2 separate regions of the Mus musculus genome follow, and region 1 is linked to region 2. A link is a contact called in public promoter capture Hi-C data. All regions are on one chromosome and are shown on one strand. Each heading gives the region's core, a stretch centred on a gene start, on an enhancer-like site or on the middle of the called end of the contact. The rest is flanking DNA. Distances are from core to core; before and after follow the strand shown. Region 1 holds the start of Alkbh2 (alkB homolog 2, alpha-ketoglutarate-dependent dioxygenase). Region 2 holds the start of Pxmp2 (peroxisomal membrane protein 2).

Evidence for each region. Promoter capture Hi-C pulls out the DNA fragments that hold promoters and counts their contacts.
Region 1: a promoter capture Hi-C map of liver shows a contact between it and region 2, with 4 times the contacts expected there. The contact joins the promoter of Alkbh2 here to the promoter of Pxmp2 in region 2. A contact is called at or near these places in 2 of 39 promoter capture datasets (liver and pre-B cells).

What each region holds. Positions count from the first base shown.
Region 1 is chr5:114,124,649-114,130,214 of GRCm38.p6, reverse strand. Alkbh2 (alkB homolog 2, alpha-ketoglutarate-dependent dioxygenase) reads left to right here and starts at 1,997. Exons shown (of 4, transcript NM_001359941.1): 1 at 1,997-2,132; 2 at 2,446-2,689; 3 at 4,485-4,683. The coding sequence starts at 2,476.
Region 2 is chr5:110,284,816-110,290,671 of GRCm38.p6, reverse strand. Pxmp2 (peroxisomal membrane protein 2) reads left to right here and starts at 4,504. Exons shown (of 5, transcript NM_008993.2): 1 at 4,504-4,788. The coding sequence starts at 4,667. Pole (polymerase (DNA directed), epsilon) reads right to left here and starts at 4,353. Exons shown (of 49, transcript NM_011132.2): 1 at 4,223-4,353; 2 at 1,298-1,439; 3 at 810-890; 4 at 402-446; 5 at 175-267. The coding sequence starts at 4,284.

The DNA of each region.
Region 1 (5,566 bases), core at 748-3,247, 3.8 Mb before region 2:
TCCCCAGATACACCTCCCTCCCTCCTTTTCAGTCCCCTTTGGGGATTGAACTCAGGGCCTTTGTGCATCCTGAGCAACCGCTTGACCACTGAGCCATACACCCCCTTGTACTTTTTACCTCCCACACTCACGTCAGACATACATTCAGTTGTGCAGCTTTCAGTTATATCCTTCCCTCTAATATAACAATCCCAGCTACTCTTTTCTACTGAGTGATCTTTTGCAGGTGTAATTTATTTATTTATTTTTTTTATTTTTTTTTTTTTTTTGGTTTTTCAAGACAGAGTTTCTCTGTATAGCCCTGGCTGTCCTGGAACTCTCTGTAGACCCGGCTGGCCTTGGATTCAGAAATCCGCCTGCCTCTGCCTCCCAAGTGCTGGGATTAAAGGCGTGTGCCACTGCAAGTGTAATTTAAACCTCGACCGACCGCTGCCCTGGAAAAACCCTCCTATGCCGCCGTGTGTCACAGAGTGGTGACACACCCTGTGAGCCCAGCATCTGGGAGGTGGAGGCAAGAGGATCAGGAGCACAAGGCTTGGCTACACAAGCTGTTAGGGGCTAGTCTGGGCTACAGCCTCCCAATCTGAACTGACTAGACTCCCAATTTAGCAGTTCTCCAGGCGGTTTGCCTTTCCGCAGCGTCCCGCTAAAATCTTCGCATGCTATGTTATTTTGTCCCTTACCTGGAAAGCTTCAATGCTGGCTTAGGATTCTTCCCTGTAAGATCCTCTTCCCCATCCCCCCCTACTCCCTAGCCTGTCACCCTGCTCACAACTTCCATATTGTACAAAGAAATCTTGTTTATCACATTGCCCCTTTTTTGTTTTCATCTCCAAAATACAACGTGGATAAGACAGGACCTGCTGTGCCCTGCTGGTGTGTGACAGCAGAGAGCACCGTGTGCTCCCATAGGCAGCACTTTAGAGAGATATAACACGTTCCCTCTGGTCGAGGACCAGGGCGTTTTCTCAATGAAGTAAACTCAGCATTCACAGAAAAGTTTGAGCTTGAATATTTATGGTGATTTTTTTTTCTTCTGTGCCACCAGGAGCAAGAAATGACTGTCACAGGTCTTTCCATACCAGCAATGGAAGGAGAAAAACGGTACAAATGTCCTCTATGTTTATACATAGTATATAAATAAAATGGCTGTACTTGAAGCTAAAGATTAAAAAACACAGCTGGGCAGTGGTGGCGCACGCCTTTAATCCCAGCACTTGGGAGACAGAGGCAGATGGATTCCTGAGTCTGAGGCCAGCCTGGTCTACAAAGTGAGTTCCAGGACAGCTGGGACTACACAGAGAAACCCTGTCTCGAAACAAACCACACACACACACACATACAAAGAAAAGAAAAACAAACAAAAACAACCCCCCCAAAAGATTAAAAAACACGGGGGCAGGGGCAGGAGAGATGGCTCAGCGGTTAAGAGCACTGACTGCTCTTCCAGAGGCCCTGAGTTCAATTCTCAGCAACCACGTGGTGGCTCACAACCATCTGTAATGGAATCTTATGCTCTCTTCTGGTGTGTCTGAAGAGAGCAATAGTGTACTCATATAAATAAAATAAAATAAAGATTTTAAAACACGGTTATATCTAAAAGCAGTGTGCTTACAGAAATAAGTCAAACGCAAAAGGCTATACAGCCTCTAATCCATCACATTTATGTGGAATCGTGAAGAAGAGCAAGCAAGGAATAGCTGACAAATTATGTCGGAACCTAAGGGAGGAAGGATTCTATGGGATGGTATAACTGTTCTCCATGTCGACTGTAGTGGTCAGACAATGCTGTGTCTTTGTCAGGAGTGCAGATTCATACACTGCCCTCAAGCCCCCCAGACAGTATGCTGTAGCACACTAGGCTCGTAGACCCCAGAACTGGTCCACAGGCCTAACCTTGCTGAGCCATCAGGTGAAGGCAGCATCCTGCGGTGCGCAGGGAGACCGGCAGGGGGCGCTGTGCCCGGAAGTCCCGCGTAGGCGGGAGGGGCGGGGTGAGGGTTCCTGGGGCTGCGTGTGTCTGTGCAGAGACCTGACCCACCGCTCCGGGCTCTCCGGTGGAGCCCGGTTGCTCGCCCGTGCCAGCCCCTACCCCGCGGGGCCGCAGGGCAGAGGCAACCCTGCTTTTCTGGGTAACTGGGCGAGCCTCATGCCTCTCTGCGCTTGCGTCTTCCCATGTGTAGCCTTTTGGGTTTGGGCAGCCGTTTGCAGCCAAAGCTCTCGAATTCCGAAGAGGACGGACGGGTCTTTAAAAGTACTCCATTCCAGGGCGGGCCTGGGGATGCGTGCCCGGGATTCCTACCGATGGGCGCCTGGGGCGTGAGGACAGCGTGGTTCGGGTCAGCTTGTGCTAGGAAGACTTAAGCTACAGGGCAGGCTCCCCGCCTGGATGATGCCCGCCAGGCACCTCCTAGGAGGTTTAATGCGCTCTTGTTTCCTTTGTAGGACGCGTCTGAGCTGTGAGTGGGCGGCGGGATGGACAAGTTCCTGGTGAGGCCAGACCTCCGCGACCTCCAAGGGGGAGGGGAGGAGCCCGCCCCGACGGGAGGAGCCTCGGGCGACCTGAAGAGCCCGGACTGGCGACACCTTCGCGCGGAAGGTCTGAGCTGTGATTACACCGTCCTATTCGGCAAAGCCGAGGCAGACAAGATTTTCCGAGAGTTGGAGCAAGAAGTGGAGTATTTTACTGGTAGGCGGAGGTCTTACGTGCGTTAGGCTTGTGCGAGGACAGGATGCGCCTTCCCTGGGAGAAGCGTGAACTTCCGGCTGTGACGGATTAGGTCACGGTCTGGGCAGCTCTGGTTAGGTTAGGTTATGGTTTGGCATACGAACTGTCCACGAGGTCTAGAACGAAATTATTTGGCAACTGATTGGAATTACCTGGGAAGTTAAAAAACTAAATAACAAAAAAAGCAAAACAAACCCCCAAACCGAACCATTCTGGGATCTTCGTGATACTGATTCAAAATAGCTGGAGGCGAAGGTTAGGCCTCAGTGGTTTTTGTTTTTTCGAGACAGGGTTTCTCTGTGTTGCCCTGGCTGCCTTGAAACTCACTCTGTAGACCAGGCTGACCTCAAATTCAGAAATCCTCCTGCCTCTGCCTCCCAAGTGCTGGGATTAAAGGCGTGCGCCACCACTGCCTGTCGACACCCTGTTTTGTTTTGTTAAAGACCATAATTAAATAAATGTATGAGATGAGTCAGCAGTTAAGACTAGTTGCTGTCCCAGAGGACCCAAGTTTGGGTCTGAGCACCCACATGGCAGCCCACAATCCTCTGTAACTCCAGTTCCAGCTACTGTGGTGCCCTTGTCCAGCCTTCGAGGGCACAGACATCACAAGCAAGCAAAATAAAATATTTAAATACATAAAATAAAACAAAATTTTAAAAAGGAAGGGGAGAATGATGGCCTCAGGGGCCTTCTCTTAGAAGGATTTGGTTCTGGACCAGGGACAAAGGGAGTGTGTATTTTGTATATCAAAGCAGACCAGGCCTCCAGGTTCTTCCAGCATCCCCCTCCTCCCCCCACACACAAGTCCTTTCCTGACATACCCTGCCCCCAACCCTGTTTCCAGCCCAGGGGTTGAGCAGCCCTTCCCCCAGAGGCTCTTCCCTATATGATCCAGACATTGTGGTCTCTCCTCTTTCTCTTCTCTCTGTACACTCGAGCTCTTTTTCTATTTCTATTTCTCTTCCTCCTCCCCTATGGTGAATTCCCTGGCCAGTGAACTGGCCCCAAGAAACTGCATTTAGTATTATCTAATCTGTCTTGGCCCATTTCACCCGTGGCAGAGAAATAACTTATCACAAGTCACCCATGTTTTGTTTTCAGCAATTTCATGCATGTGTATGATGCATTTTGGCTGTTTTCACACACCCCCGATTCATCACCCTGACTCCTACAGAACCCCTTTGTCCCAAGCCCCTGTGGTGCTCTCATGTTATTTTGTTTTTGTGGCCCGCTGGTTTTAATGCTATTGTGTCCACATGCCTTGTGTGTCTGCACATAGTGTGTCTACATGTCTCATGTGTCTGCACAAGGAAGCCACAGAATCCAGTGGATTTTCAGTATACTCATGTGCATTCCTTCTGCCCCTTGACATAAAGCCCAGCTGGAGACCGCTTCCTCACTGAGACATGGCCTCTCCTGAGTCTGGAACTTGCAGATCCAGTGAGGCCAGCTGGCCAGTGAGCCTCCAGCAGTGGGATTCGAGGCATACTGAGCAATACCTTGTGGTGGACACTTTACCAACTGAGGCATCTCTCTCTTTCGTTGAGACATGCTGGCTTGGAATTTGTGTTCTGTCTACTTCAGCACCAGAGTGAATACTTGGGACAAGCCACAATGATTTAGGGTAAGAGGTTCCCAACATGGCGTTTTACAACGTGAGCAGAGGGAACGTTGTTTCTGCTTCTCCACCTTTGAATGTGCGGAGCTGTCTGCACCCAAGGGTCACTGGTGGAACTCCCGTTCTTCTACGCAGGTGCACTGGCCAAGGTCCAGGTGTTCGGAAAGTGGCACAGTGTTCCCAGGAAGCAGGCGACCTATGGCGATGCTGGCCTCACGTACACGTTTTCTGGTCTTACCCTGACACCAAAGCCCTGGGTTCCTGTTCTAGAGCGTGTTCGAGATCGAGTCTGCGAGGTGACAGGACAGACCTTCAACTTTGTACTCGTGAACAGGTAAGGCTTCCTCCGAGGAAAGCCGTGCTCCTTTGTGACAACCCTTCTATAGTGCACCAGGCTAGACAGGTGGCCGTGCCACTCTTGCAGAGAACCCAAGTTCAGTTCCCAGTCCTGGCTCTGGCAGATCCAACACCTCTGGCTTCCGTGAATAACTGTACTCATGCCCAATTATCTTTTTCTTTTTAAAGAGGGGAGTCTTCACAGAGCTTGTGTGTAGATGTGAGAGGGGTTGGACCTGTTACTGGGAAAGTTAAACATACTGATAGGATTGGGGATAGGGCTGGATTTGGGGTCCAAAGTACTTTGCTGTACGGAGTTGACCTGTGTGCCAGGATGCTCAACACACCCCCAGCCTCAACCCTGTAGGTGCCCGTAGCACCTAGAATGGGTTCCAGTATAGCAGCCAACAGGGCGTCTTGATTCAGCCTGGCTCCGAGGCCTGAGCTAAAGGGGAAGCCATTTCACTTTAGGTGGTGAGAGGGAGGCTCCCAGGGGCTGGGACGGCTGACTTGGTAACTAGCTAGAGAGCCGGAGATACCCAGTGTTCAGAGTAGAGCAGAGGGGGCTTACGGTGGGTGCCACTGAAGATCGGAGATGGAGAGGGAAGGGTGTGGAGGGAAGGGCTGAACTGCGGGGGGGGGGGGGGGGTGGTCAGCAAATGTGGGGAGGAGCTTGTGACAGGCTTTCGGGCTGTGAACCTGGAAGGCGTAGCTATGTGATGTGATGGGTGAGGCCTGCAGGTATTGTAAGAAGCAACTTATTAAGTGTTCTATGGCTGTGAGGAATGCCACTGTTAAAAAAGAAAGCATTGTGCTGAGGCTTTCTTTATTGAGCTTGCTTGTCTTAAGAGGGTGAGTCTGTGATCATCCTGGCAGGGGGA
Region 2 (5,856 bases), core at 3,255-5,754:
AGCTTACTTTTGCATGTGGTACCTGTAATACTACCAAAGTTCCTTAGATAGCTTTGGGAGCAACTACCACCCCTCATCCTCCAGGCTGCCCCACAACCCAGTAAATGACCTGACCTTCTACCTCATCCAATACTGTCTGTCTCATCTGCTTCTGGAAGGCCTGGGGATACTTACCAAGTCCAGATCTTCTTTGGGCACATTCTCTAACTTTGCAATTTTTCCCTGAAACTTCTTGGATAGAAAAGATGAAACTTCTCGATCACAACCCTAAATTAGGATCAGAATTAATGTATTTTCCATTAGTAAGATCCATCTCCTAATTTACCCATATCAGTTCTGAAACCCACCCAGGAGAGCAAGGAACAGATCATTTGACCAGTTTCTACCCAGGACAGACTGACCTTTCTCGCTGCAATGTAGAAATACGGCATATAGGGCAAGGCCACCTATAAAAACCATCAAAAGGGTGTGAGAAAAAAGAAAAAAAGGAGAGAAAGGGAAAAAAGATTTCAGAGTGGCAAGTGATGAGCAACCTGGACACAAGGCGCCTTGGACCTTGATAGCTTTTTTCTTTTAAGATCTATTTACTTATTTTTTATTTCATGTGTATGGGTGTTTTGCTTACATGTATATCTATATACCAAGTACATGCCTGATAACCACAGACAACGGAAGAGGGCATTGCGTTTCTTGGAACTGGAGTTACAGACAGCCTTTCAAGTGTTGGGAATTGAACAAATACCCTCTTAGTTTAAACAACTTACTTGTCACAGATAGGTTTTAGTTTTAGATAGGAGTCAAGGGCTTACCTTAAATCTGCTTCCATCATCTTGAATGAAGTAGTAATCCACCGCGCTGACTAAGCGTTTGTCTTCATCTAAGATCTCAGTCTGTAAGAGAACCATTGAACAGGAACATGTTAACCTCTACAAAGCCTAGGAGCTCTTTCCAGGCTACCCTGTGAGAAGCTAGTACTCTGTAGACGGAATCCTCACACCTCTCCCTTTACTTGTTCCCTTACATAGACACCACCTTTGTAAGAACTGCAGTATAACGGTTCCTCGGTGGGCATTCTTCTGAATTTTCTTTAATAATTCTTGAAAGCTTTCTGCTGAGAGCTAACAGCACTTTGTGGCCTCCATGTTAAACAGGAAAGGAAAAGCATCCTAATAACCAGGTCTCTCGGACGTGCCTTCCTCTGCTCTATCACTCATCCACTAGATAAGGTGATGTTTACAGGAAGAGGTCCAGCCATGCCCTAGAAGCAAAGGATGAGCAAGCAGTGTCAGGTACATACAGGGTGCATGTTGATCAGCCAGCCAGTCCTTTCTCCAGGCTCTTTCAGCCTTTCGAAACCAAACCGTAAGTCCATCTTGTCTGTCCACTGGCTCCGTTCCAGACGCTTGAGTGCTGAGACTGAGGAAGAGGGACCATCATCCCTGAGTAAAAGAAGAGAACCAGGTTTCACCATTTAGACCCCTAACTTTCATCTATGTTTTATTGTTGTTTTGCTTGCTTATTTATTTATGTTTGTTTGTTTATTTATTTTTGCTACAGCGTCTCACTGTAGACCAGGCTGGCCTCCAACTCACAGTAATCAACATGCCTGTTTCTCAAGGGATTAAAAGTGTGTACCACCACGTTTGATGTTTATGTATTTCTGATATGGTATGGCATATACATTCCTGAAAAAACATCAAGGCTGGTAGAAGGCTCAATGAAAACAACAACAACAAAAAACAGCATTTCTAGGAAAAATACAACAAAAGCAACTCCCACCTCAAAACTCCCTGGCCTTTAAATACCATTCCAATGAGTAAGTTGGTAAAATAGACTAGAAAACTGTTTACCCAGATGCTACCTCCTCTTAATACGGGTTCCTCTAAGCTGTCTACCTTACTTTTTATTCAGCCATAGTACAAAAATCTAAAAGATGAAAGTACCAAAGAAGACTGCTTACAGATTACCTCAGACAGTGTGAAAGCGCTCTGAGCATACATTCTCAGTTCATTTTCATGATAGCACCTATGAAGAGGGCCATCTAGTTCCTCATTCAATGAATACGGAGGCAGTTACATATAAAGCCCAATCTTTACCACTACCTACAGCTTCAAGGAAACATGCTCACCTCACAGGACTGATTTAACGATTTCACGAGCCAATCCACATAAAGCACATGGGGCATAAAGCATAAGCATAAGCTAAAAGCTATTGCTAAGAGTACACAGGTGGACAAATTGGGTTATTTAAATATATATATGTGTGTGTGTGCATGTGTATACATACATACATACATACATACATATATGGTCTCTAAGTTGGAAAAGGTTATATATGGGAAGAATTGAGAGGAGTAGGGTATGTGTGTGAATATAACCAAATTCTTAAAAACAAAAGGTTTCTAAAAGGTTTTATTTATTTATGCAGCAACAACTTTCCATCTGCTCAAGTACATGGCAAAGTTGAATGACTAAGGGCACGTCCTTAGTTGATGATATGTCCTAGTGGTAGAGTATGTGAGGTTCTGTATTGCACTTCTAGCTACATATACACATGTAATATATAAAGTATATATTATATATACAACATACAATGCCACATGTAATAACATAATTATATAATGCATAAAATCTAATATATGTAAAATATATATTTATATATGCACATCAAATAGTTGTAAATGTAGATAAAGTACTTCACATCTCTCATCTCTAAACTGAAGTCTAGCATGAACATAACAGTATGAGTACTGCCCACCTCACGTGTCTTTCCATGGCATCATGGACATGAAGAAGTCAACACAGTAACTATTGTTACTGTTAGACTGAGGCTTGGATGTATGAAAAAGAACATAGCTCCTTTTTCTAAATCAGGAATGAGCTTGGTAGAGCAAGTAATAGCCTGAGAACCAGGGCCTTGAGGGCGCTGTGGATCCGGATCCTAAGAAATCATCTCTTCTCATCCTTAAGGGGCTATGGTTTTCTGTCCCAAGGCTGCTACCTGCTCTATGACACTGTCCCACCCACCTTTCCATAGAGGTACAAAACCTCTATGTAAGACACTGTACTTGGGGGCTTGAAGAAATGGCTTGGGGCTGGAGAGATGGCTTAGTGGTTAAGAGCACTGACTGCTCTTCCAAAGGTCCTGAGTTCAATTCCCAGCAACCACATGGTGGTTCACAACCATTTACAATGTGATCTGACTGGTGTGTCTTAAGACAGGACAACTACAGAGTACTCACATACATAAAATAAGTAAATACATCAAAAAAAAAAAAAGATGCTGTACTTCCTAATAAACTTGCTTGCATGAGCCATCACTCTGTGTGACACCTCCTGATCCTGAATGCTCTTATCTTCTCCATCTCCTCCTCATCCCCCTGGCCATCACTCTCTCAGGAACCTGTCACTGAAGAACCGCTTACTGGTCCAGGTCAATTACCCTGGCTGCTATGCAGGTGTTGTACAGCAAACCCAGAGCTTCACATATAATAGGAAAACACTATCACTATTCAGCTCTAACCGGGCTTCCACTCAATGAGTGCTCACATTCTGATACACAGTCTTTTTTTTTTTTTTAAGATTTATTTATTATTATATGTAAATACACTGTAGCTGTCTTCAGACACTCCAGAAGAGGGAGTCAGATCTTGTTACGGATGGTTGTGAGCCACCATGTGGTTGCTGGGATTTGAACTCTGGACCTTCAGAAGAACACTCGGGTGCTCTTACCCACTGAGCCATCTCACCAGCCCCTGATACAGAGTCTTATTCTGCCACAGTGTCACCAATCTCTATATACGATATCCACATCAGTTTCCTTTGTCACCATACTCTAGAATCTCTTGCTGATGTGATGCGTAAGGGTTTCGGCTTTTGGTTTAATAAATTGGTTTACTTCGCCGAGCTGGTCTAGACAGAATCTTCCTTTACTTTCCCCGTTCCCTTCTTGTCTGATGAGAATAGATGTTCACCCCTAGTCAAGTCACAGGGCAGGCACAGATATTTCTAGAGAAGCAGCCTGGGCCACGGAGTTGAGTTTAGCATCTCAATAAAAACTACGGAAACCACACAGGGCGAAGACGGGAGCCCGCCCTGTCCTCCGCGCCGCGCGCCGGGCCCGCTGTTTTCCCCACCCCTGAACCCCCGGACACCGCGCCCGCCCAAGCTTGCTCCGGCCGCGGCTACCGCCAGCGCCTTGGCAGCAGGACACCGGCTCTCACCGGCTGCCTTCGCCATCCGCGCCCGGCTCGGGGTGCCTCCGTCCACTGTTCCTCAGGACCATTGCGACGCTCCAAAGCTCCCTCAGGCTCCGGGGAGAATTTGGCGCGCTCTCCACGTGCTCTCGCGAGGCTACGGCTTCGGCCAATGAGAAGGCGCGGCCTCAGATGGACCTAGCCGGGGCCCGCCCCCATCGCCCCGCCCCGCCCCGCCCCGCCCCTCGGCTCTCCAATCCTCCGGCGAGCGCAGAGGGTGGGTCGCAGGGACCGGGGGAAAAGAGTGCACTAGCTGGCCGCGCGCGTGGCGGGACGGCCGGGCTCGCTGAGGGCGGAGGAAGGGCAGAAAATGTCAGGCCGTCCCCGCCCTGTGCCCTGTGTCCCGGGCCGGGTGCCCGACTGCCTAGCTGTTGGGTGGGCGCCCGGGGCGACTTAGACATCCGGACCGCGATGGCACCTGCGGCGTCCAGGCTGCGGGTGGAATCCGAGCTCGGGTCGCTTCCCAAGCGAGCGCTCGCCCAATACTTGCTGCTCCTAAAGCTCTACCCGGTGCTCACCAAAGCAGTCAGCAGGTGGGCGCCTACTGGGAAGTGGGGTGAAAAGGAGGGGTGCCGACAGGGGAGACTCTCCTGCAGGGGAGGTTAAGAGAGGGGGCGTCTGCAGACCAAGCAGCTCAGATATTGCCCGAGCAGCAGTGGATCTCAGCCTGTACGTCGGGAACCCCTTAAAGGTTGAACGACCTTTGTACAGGGGGTCACGTATCAGATATCCTGTATATCAGATATTTACGTTATGATTCACAACAGTAGCAGCATTACAGTTTAGAAGTAGCAGTGAAAGTAATTTTATGGTTGGGGTGACCACACCATGAGGAGCTAACTGTATTATTAAAGGGTCACAGCGATAAGAAGGTTGAGAACCACTGCTGTGGAGGAAGGCAGAGTTCTTCCTTAAGGTGCGACCCCGTTCTGCTTAGCCAGTAAGTGCTGTTTGTGTGTTGGGTCCCAAGCATTAGTTAGCCTTTGCAGTCTGAGTGTTGTGAAGACCCGCGAGTCAGGGACACATTCTAACCCTGAGCAACCCAGGCACGGTCGCTGGTGAACTCTGCCCTTTGAATTACATCGTTCGGTTTCCTAACGAGATATCCCTGTTTCTGTTCATTTCCATTAGTGCATTTTGTAGGTTCTGTATTAACTTAGCTTTTCCATAAGTGTGTGCAGAGTGCTTCCTGTGCGCGGGCACATAGCTGTGATCAGAACAGGCGCATAGACTTCTCTCGGAGCTAAGAAGAACGAGTCCATCTTCCCACCCCACCCCACCCCACCCCCGCAAAAGGCAGATAAATGTATAACTTAGAGCAGTTAGGGAAATTTCTCCTGGGTTGTTGACGTTGGTCAGAAGCACAGAGAAGAGAAGCGGTTGTTTACAGGGCACAGTAAGTGTAAAAGTTCTGGGGGAAGAATTCAGAGAATGTCGGAGGGGTGAAGAGAAGGACTCTGGTGGAGAAAATGACCAGGGAGAGTAGATAGGAAGAGGTAACCAGGGGTCAAGTCAAGAGGGTCCTTATGATCCATACTAAAAGTTTTGGATTTATAGCTTTTTAGAAGACAGCTGTGGTGGTTAAAGCTAGTTGTCAACTT